Linked DNA regions of Mus musculus: region 2 is linked to region 1. A link is a contact called in public HiChIP or PLAC-seq data. All regions are on one chromosome and are shown on one strand. Each heading gives the region's core, a stretch centred on a gene start, on an enhancer-like site or on the middle of the called end of the contact. The rest is flanking DNA. Distances are from core to core; before and after follow the strand shown. Region 1 overlaps Gm33843 (a long non-coding RNA gene). Region 2 has its middle 4.1 kb from the start of Gm33843.

Evidence for each region. HiChIP or PLAC-seq counts read pairs in DNA pulled down with a chosen protein or histone mark.
Region 2: a contact with region 1 is called in a BATF HiChIP or PLAC-seq map of CD8 T cells, with 13 read pairs. The contact joins two enhancer-like sites. A contact is called at or near these places in 1 of 15 datasets of contacts at CTCF or cohesin (CD8 T cells), 6 of 484 Hi-C or Micro-C datasets (CD4 T cells, CD8 T cells, cerebellum and 3 more) and 2 of 115 datasets of contacts at active chromatin or transcription factors (CD8 T cells and bone marrow-derived dendritic cells).

The regions. Positions count from the first base shown.
Region 1 is chr10:96,534,011-96,538,064 of GRCm38.p6, reverse strand. All of the region lies in intron 3 of Gm33843 (a long non-coding RNA gene), which reads left to right. Among named protein-coding and RNA genes, the nearest start is that of Gm33843, 63 kb to the left of the region's middle. Within about 2 kb of position 2,459, at least 23 of the 459 cell types and tissues checked have an H3K27ac peak or open chromatin away from gene starts, as enhancers often do. A contact at or near this core is called in CD8 T cells, where this site is marked.
Region 2 is chr10:96,600,818-96,604,867 of GRCm38.p6, reverse strand. No RefSeq gene overlaps it. Among named protein-coding and RNA genes, the nearest start is that of Gm33843, 4.1 kb to the right of the region's middle. Within about 2 kb of position 2,342, at least 4 of the 459 cell types and tissues checked have an H3K27ac peak or open chromatin away from gene starts, as enhancers often do. A contact at or near this core is called in CD8 T cells, where this site is marked.

The DNA of each region.
Region 1 (4,054 bases), core at 1,210-3,709:
CCTAACCATGTGTTCCATTAAGTTCCCAAGCAATGTCAAGGCCAACTTGTCTACCAGGCTCAGGATCTACAATCCACTTCATCCTTAGTGGACTACACGAATAGTTTGACTTAGTCTCTTTTCAACTAATTTTCATACTCAATATGTTGATAATGAATATACAGAGTCTAACCGGTCCCATATTCATCTTTAAACCAATACAACCTAAAAATATTTCTATTCTTTAAAAAATAAAACAAAGAAAGGAAACGTGAAGTCAGAAATGGCCCTGGTCCCTGACAGTCTGCTGAGGCTCTGGCTGGTCCTGTAGAGGATTCAGCTGGGAGCTACTCTATGGGATCTGGTTTTGGCTTTGAATTGCTTCCACTCCACACTGTTTTGTCTTAGAAGAAACAAAGTTTTCAGGCCTTCCTTCCACGGGAAAGGAAGTCAACAATCTAATGCAAGTTTGTGAGGAGATGCAGACAGCAATTAATGGTCAGGAAAGTTTGTGTGGTGTGCTTCCTCTGGTCTTACTCAGATATAAGTTAAAAATTAAAACTTACATGTCTTGTGCCTGTACAGTCAAAAAAGGAACCATTCAAAACCAGCCCAACAAGTTTGGTACAGTTATGGATGCTTTTAATCCCAATATTTTAGAAGTTAAGGCAAGGAGATTTGAACCCAGGAATTCTGGGCCAGCCTGAGCAAAAGGGTGAAATTCTCTCTTAAAACATGAGACAAAAGAAAACATTAAACTCAATCTGCAAAGAATTTGGACAAGAAGATAAAACTTTAGTAACTGCATTTTCACAGGCACTAAGATTGTTTAAAAAGTATTTAAATATTTTACTATTTGTTTTTTTTCCCCCGGTACTATTTTTCCCATTTTATTTTTTACCTCAAAGCCAGACATTTAGTAGGTGTTGTGTTGAGCAGCAATGTAATTAAGCAAGAAGTAGCCCCTCCCAGTAAATCAATCATAGGTGAAATAAGACAAATAAAGGCATGTGCTCTCATTTTTGTTGATAGTCTAGGGTTTCTCCATTTATAATCTATAATCACAGACTGTAAGAACTACAGAAATTCTTATGGCAAAGGTGAGCATTCACCTTCTCTGGCCCCGCTCCCCTGAGAACTCTTAACTCTCCTAACTTCTTGCAACCACTAATGGAAGAGAGGTAGACCATGAAACAGGCAAAGCTGTTGTGTTTCCATTTATTTTAGAACCCATAGAAGAAGTAGAGAGAACAAATGAAAGCAAGCCACGAGTCCACCCTAGAAACAAGCGTATATTTCAGTTTTATTTAAAGACATTGTTAGGGGCTGGAGACATGGCTCAGAGGTTAAGAGCACTGAATGCTCTTCTGAAGGTCTGGAGTTCAAATCCCAGCAATCGCATGGTGGCTTACAACCATCCATAATAAGATCTGAAGCCCTCTTCTGGTGTGTCTGAAGACAGCTACAGTGTACTTAGATATAATAATAAATAAATCTATAATGTTAAATAAATTTTTTTAAAAAATAAAGACATTGTTAGGACTAGCAAGGTGGCTCATCGAGTAAAGATGCCTGCCTCCAAGGCTTACAACTTGAGTTAATCCCTGGGTCTGACATGATAGAGGGAGAGAACTGACTCCACAAATGTGTCTCTGACCTCCACATACATGCCATGGCATGTATGCCAAGGAAACACATACACACACACACACCACACTTAATTATTGATTGCTTCACATATAACATTCCTAAACATTTTAAATTATGTATGGGTGGCATGCATGCAGACATGATGTTGAAGGGGTAGCTGAGAATGCTACATTCAGATCTGAGGTCAGTAGGAGGAGCGAGCGATTCTGGGCCTGGCTTGAGCGTTTGAAACCCCCAAACCCACCTCCCTCAGTGACACACTTTCTCCAACAAGGCTACATCCACTACAACGGGACCACACCTCCTGATAGTGCCACTCCCTATGAGCCTATGGGGGCCATTTTCATTCAACCACCACAGACACTCTTAGAAGAAAGGAAAGTTAGAGAAGACCACATAGTGAGGGAGGTGCCAGCCTGAACTCGTAACTTAGTAGGGAAAATACGAAGGTACATAGGTGTATACTCTGGGAAACAGAGGAAAGGGAATATGAGGGAGAGAGATGGCTGATACTTCTTAAAAAGACGCTTGGAGTGAAGGTGAATAAAAAGTCAGTGCAGATAGAAGGAAACCCCTGGCTCATCCTATCCATGCCATTCCACAGTGAGCTTTGACTGTCTTCCTCCCCGGGAGCCCAAAAGGACTTCTTTTGAATAGGCAATTACATGTTGAATGGGGAATGTACAAGTCCTATGGCCTAGTTCTTCTAACAACTTGCTTTGGGGCATCTTAGCTTCTCTTAAGATTGCTCGTTGTGCAATGAGTCATGGTGGTGACACCACATCAATCGTCTCATATACAAAAACACTGGGCTTGAAGAAACGCAATGTGTGTCTGCTGTCAGAGGCTGTAGTGCCCGGGCAGGAGGATTGCTGAGAGCAGCCCGTGAGGGGCTGTCGTCGTTAGAGCAGTCATTTAAAACAGAGCTGACACTTCACCCAGGGCAGTGAGATTAGCTTTGACGCTCAGAACAACCCTGCGATGTCAATGTGCAAATGTCACCAGAATTTCCTAGGCTTTACTTCCTCTGAACTTGGTCCATTTGAAAAAGTCTGTTTAATTTCGTAGCATGCGTTAGATAGTTCTCTAGTCTCGTTTTCTGATTCTTTGAGGGGAAGGGGGACAGGGGAACTAAGTCAGTTAAAAAATGTAAGAAGTATGTGTGCAGCTATCTTATTTGCTCAAATAATAATTGGTATACAAAACCAAACCGGAAAACCTTCTCAAAGGGATACACTTTACCGCCTCCCTGTCCCACAGCTTCAGCTGGTTAATAATTTTGTGTAACAATGTTTATCTTTTCTATCCTGGAGAAAGAGGGAAGGCTCATGAGACTTCTTGTCTGGTAAAGCTAAAACACACATGATTCCCAAGGCACCCCTGCCTCAAACCCCAGCATATAAAAACAAAACCAGCCAAGTTGCCAGGAACAGACTAGTGAGGCCAAGCAGGTAGAAGAGTCTGACTAGTTGAGCTTCCTGTCTGTCATCCATGTGGCACTCTCTGACTGGTACAGCCTCCCGTCTATCACTCACGGTGAGCCCGAAGCTTGCAGTTTTTGTGTGTGGTCATTCTTGTTGGGGTGGGCTTTTCAGCTTTGCAAGTTGCTTGTGAATGGTCCTTGCTTCTGTAAGTTACTGCTTTTCCGTGTTCCCGTGTATATAACCAATAAACTCTTCGGCTCACCAATTGGACTTTGACATGATTGCTTAAGTCTGTCTTCACTTCCTTACCTTGGATTATTTCCCTATCTAGTCACAGACATTTGTGTCATGTCTCTCCACAAAATATTTCACACAATGAAAACATCAGGCACATTTCTGCCCAAAGCCCTTGCCTTTTCTAATGGCGCTTCCTGAAATGCTTTTCCCCAGGTCAGTTCATGGGAACTCCAGCACATCTTATCTCCTACAGCCTCTACACGGACTCATTTGTTACCTGCCTCCTCCCAGTGGGTTGCAAGCTCTCAGGAATGGAGACATCATGTCTGTTTTATTCTTTTTTTTTTTGTTTTGTTTTGTTTTTGTTTGTTTGTTTGTTTGTTTGTTGTTTGTTTTTTGTTTTTCGAGACAGGGTTTCTCTGTGTAGCTCTGGCTATCCTGGAACTTTGTAGACCAGGCTGGCCTCGAACTCAGAAATCTGCCTGCCTCTGCCTCCCGAGTGCTGGGATTAAAGGCATGCGCCACCACGCCCAGCTGTTTGTTTTATTCTTGCTGAATTTACAAGCCAAGAAGAATCACTCACTAGCTGGTACTCAATAAATATGGGTAGGATGCAGACATTCACACCCCACATTGTAGAAACATTGGAACGTGTTATATGCACACCTTTATAATCATGCTAGGATAATCCACATAGACACATGTCATGGGACATCTTGCCATTTGACACTAAAAGCTGTTTTACAATTCCTTGTTTTATTTGG
Region 2 (4,050 bases), core at 1,093-3,592, 67 kb before region 1:
GCTTTGCTAAGAGGCACAGCTGAGAACGTCTCCTGGGTTCCTCTTGCTCCCTCCCGCTGATTTGTGCTGAGGCTGAGGCCCTGCTCTCTGCTAAGTTGTGTCATGGCTGTTGCTAACCTGACTCTATTGAACTGGACTGCGGGTGTATCCACAAAGTGTTTGTAAGTGAGCTGCTGCTGCCTGCTAATCTGTGACCTGAACCGTTGATACCCAGGCGACACAAATGGGAGTTGCCCCATGTCCTTTCTTTCCCACTACCTCTGGAGGGTGGTAGGCTACAAGGGAGGTTAAAGCATCAAAGAACTATGATTAAAAATAAGGTTTGGAAAAATTAAAGTTACAGGTGGCGCCCAACATGGTTTAGGCATAATGGGTAACTCTGCTTCTAATGCACAGGAAATGGCTGATTATGAGGGTTTAGCAATGTTGCTTAAGGAGATTGGCAAAATGGCAGCTACTGTTGCTAGGAGGTATTGTGCCTTGCTCGCAGAGGGGACTTCTTAGTTTTGATTTGTAGTTTTCATAAATACTATTTTGAAAAAGTTTAATGGGAAACCCTTCTGTTAGAGAAGATCGCAGAGTTGGCCATGCATTTAGAGATTTTGTGGATAGAGGCAGAAGTGCTTGGAAAACACAAAGAGCCAATGGGGGTCGGGGGGGGGGGGAGTGTTGTTCAGGCTTGGTGAATGAGAACAGGACTGTACTGAACGATGAAAGCAAACTAGGCAGGAAGGTAAACTGCTGTCCCACCCTGCTTCTAGGGGCCTGAAAGAGCAGGGAACAGCACAGTATAACAGGCTAAGGTGTAGCCAAGTGTACCACCAGAGAATTTGCTTGGGCCTACACAGGCACCTTCAGCCTCCCCTGTCTGTGCAGCATATGCCTGGTATCAATGGTGGAGAGGCTTACAATGAATTAACCTGGAGACCAATATAAATGTCAGATTTAAAGCATTTTAAAGAGGCTGTGATATTGCATGGCTTACATTCTTTTGTCAAAGAAATGCTAAACAACTGGGCTACATATACATCCCAGGCTTATCCCACAAGATTGGAAGGGATTGGTGTCAGCTGTTCTAGAAGTTGGTCAACAATTACAATGGTTGTTGCGGTGGAGGCACGAAGCCACAGGACTAGCACAACATAATTTAGCAAGGGGGAATACACGTTACTAAAGACTAGCTGCTTGGTGAAGGGCGTTGTGCTGACTTACAAGAACAAATCCAATTTGATGATGATGTAATCGAGCAATGTTGTACTGCAGCTTTAAAAGCTTGGGATTTGGTTGATTTGGGGGAGAATCTACTGTATTTACTAAAATAATACAGGGCTCTGGGGAAGCCTTCGCAGAATTCTTACAGAGGTTGAGTTCAGCTGTGAATAGAGCCATAACACACCCTGAAAGCAGACAGTCATTGATAGAAATATTGGCATTTAATAAATGCAAATACCAAATGTTAGAGAGTAGTAAGACCATTGAAAGCATGTGGAGCTCCAATAGATGAATGGATAAGGGAGACAACTGATATTGGTTCTCAGGAGTAGCAAATCATAGCTAGAAATTTCAGGAATCAAAGTGCTGGATGTAAATGTGGCGCATTTTGGTCATTTCCAAAGAAACTGTAAGGCAGAGAATTCAGAGGATTCAGAGCTCAAAGTAACAGGCGCAATGGTGATCATAGGAGAGAATGAGCAGGTTCCGGTCATGTCACTACGAGCCACCAAGGCTTCCAGGGTATCGTAGCCACTGTGGAGAGGGCAAACATTGGTCAACAGACTGCTGGTCTAAGAGAGACATAAGAGGTAACCTCTTGTCATTTGGAAAAGAACAGAGGGGTCTGTCAACGCCAGGCCCTGCAGCAAAACACCACCCAACACAACTGGCTCTCCAAAGAACCCTTAAGTTTCCACTTCAGGGACACATGCAGAAGAGATCTCGTGGTGACACAGGAGGAAGAGACTATGGAGGGACTGGGCTCATTCTATGTATTTATTGTTTTGCTTACTAAATAATTAACTAGTTAATTACCTAGTTAATTAGTTAACCTTAGAGACAGGGTCTCATGTAGCCTAAGGCTGGCTTCAAATCCACAATTCTGCCTTGTAGCAATCGTCTCAAGGCTAAGATCACAGGTGTGTTCCATCATCCCAAACAGTAAGTATTCTTGAAATATCAAATGACTATGAGACACAGCAACTACTTTGGTTTTGTTAAAAGGATGTGGGACTATTGACATGTTGCTTACCAATGTCATGCTGGGCCAGCCTTGCAGAGTGTTCTCTTTTCTAGGTCTAACCTGGTGCTTAGCTTGTTATTTTGTATGCCAGGATGGCATAAAGAAGCCAGAAGTCTTCATCAACATTAAGACAACTGCTGTAAAGAACTGAGGGAAGAGGGTGGTTTTAACCACACCAAATAGTCGAATTTTCTCACCCAAATCCACAACTATAGAACTACAATGGCTGTTTAGCTTACAAGCACAGTCGAGGGCGTTAGTACTCAGCAGACAGTGACATAAATAAATAACTGAGAAATCAACTAAGCATGGTTGAGATTCTCTGCCAGTAAAAGCTCTGAGGGAAGATTAGATACCTTGAATCAATGTCAAAATTCTACAGTGGTGGTATGCACCTTTAATTTCAGCACTAGAGAAGATGCAGTGGGCAGGTCTCTGTGAGTTCAAGGCCATCTGGTCTACATAGTGAGTTCCAGGACAGCTAGGGCTATAGAGAGAGATCAAGTCTCACAAATATACAAACGAAACCCTTCAGCTCAGCTGAGTGGTATTTGTCTATGAAATCAAAAATGGAAGAGACCAGTGAAGTCTGGAGGAGTTTTCAGTTGTGCTCGGCTGCCCGCTCACCTTACTAGATTATAAAGCACTCCAGAGGTTAGTGGCAGAACAGTTGGCCATAATTGTTCTTTCGTCATTATGCAGAAGAATAAAATGCAGAAGACAGTAGCAAGTATGCTATCATGTCTGCTCAAATGAGGAAGTAGAGGGAAAGTAGAGATATGGCATTTGTTGCTCTTGTAGAGGACTGGGCTTCAGTTCCCAGCACCCATACAATGGCTCACAATCACATACGTATATGCATGCCCCTTAAATATGTCAACACAATATATTTTTAAAGGATGAGGTAAAGCTATATCAACCTACTTGAAGTTCTTTTCCAGTATTTAAAGCTTCATAAAGAAAGCACACTGGCCTGGCGTTGGTGTTGCATGCCTTTAATCCCAGCACTTGGGAGGCAGAGGCAGGTGGATTTCTGAGTTCAAGGCCAGCCAAAGTGAGTTCCAGGACAGCCAGGGCTACACAGAGAAACCCTGTCTCAAAAAAAAAAAAAAAAAAAAAAAAAAAAAAAACCCAAAAAACAAAACCAAAAACCAAAAACCAAACAAACAAAAACAAAAAGAAAGAAAGCACACTAACGAATAAGAGTAGATTAAGCTGCCCATACAGTTGAGCTCTCCCAGGGAGGGGTGCTTTCAGAGCCTGAGTGGGTATTTATTTTACTGAGTCTGGTGTCCTGGCTCTGCAGAGGAAAACTTGAGGGCTACGTTGTATATAGAATAAATTCCACTTTGCTTACATTGCTAAAATAAAAGCCAATGGGAAAAAATGTAAGCAATGTGTAGATCCTCAAGGGAGGCTATGCCAGTCTGGGCCTCTGGAGTGGGGTCCACCAACAGGCATTCTCTCAGTTCTAGAATCTGGGAAGTTCATGGTCCAGACACCAACAGGTCTGGTGTCTGTTGGAGGCCTAGTTCCTGTTCAGAGAACCACCTCTTTTGTGTGTGTATCATAAATATATGATATGTATATAACATATGATATATTATATATATAATATATATAATATGGTATATACATATAATATGGTGTGTATATATATATAAAATATGGTGTGTGTATATATATATATATATATATATATATATATATATATATATATATATAAAACATGGCTGTTATATATATCAGTATATCACCCTAGTCTGTGTAGTGAATTCCTAGCCGTGTGTGTGTGTGTGTGTGTGTGTTTTAAG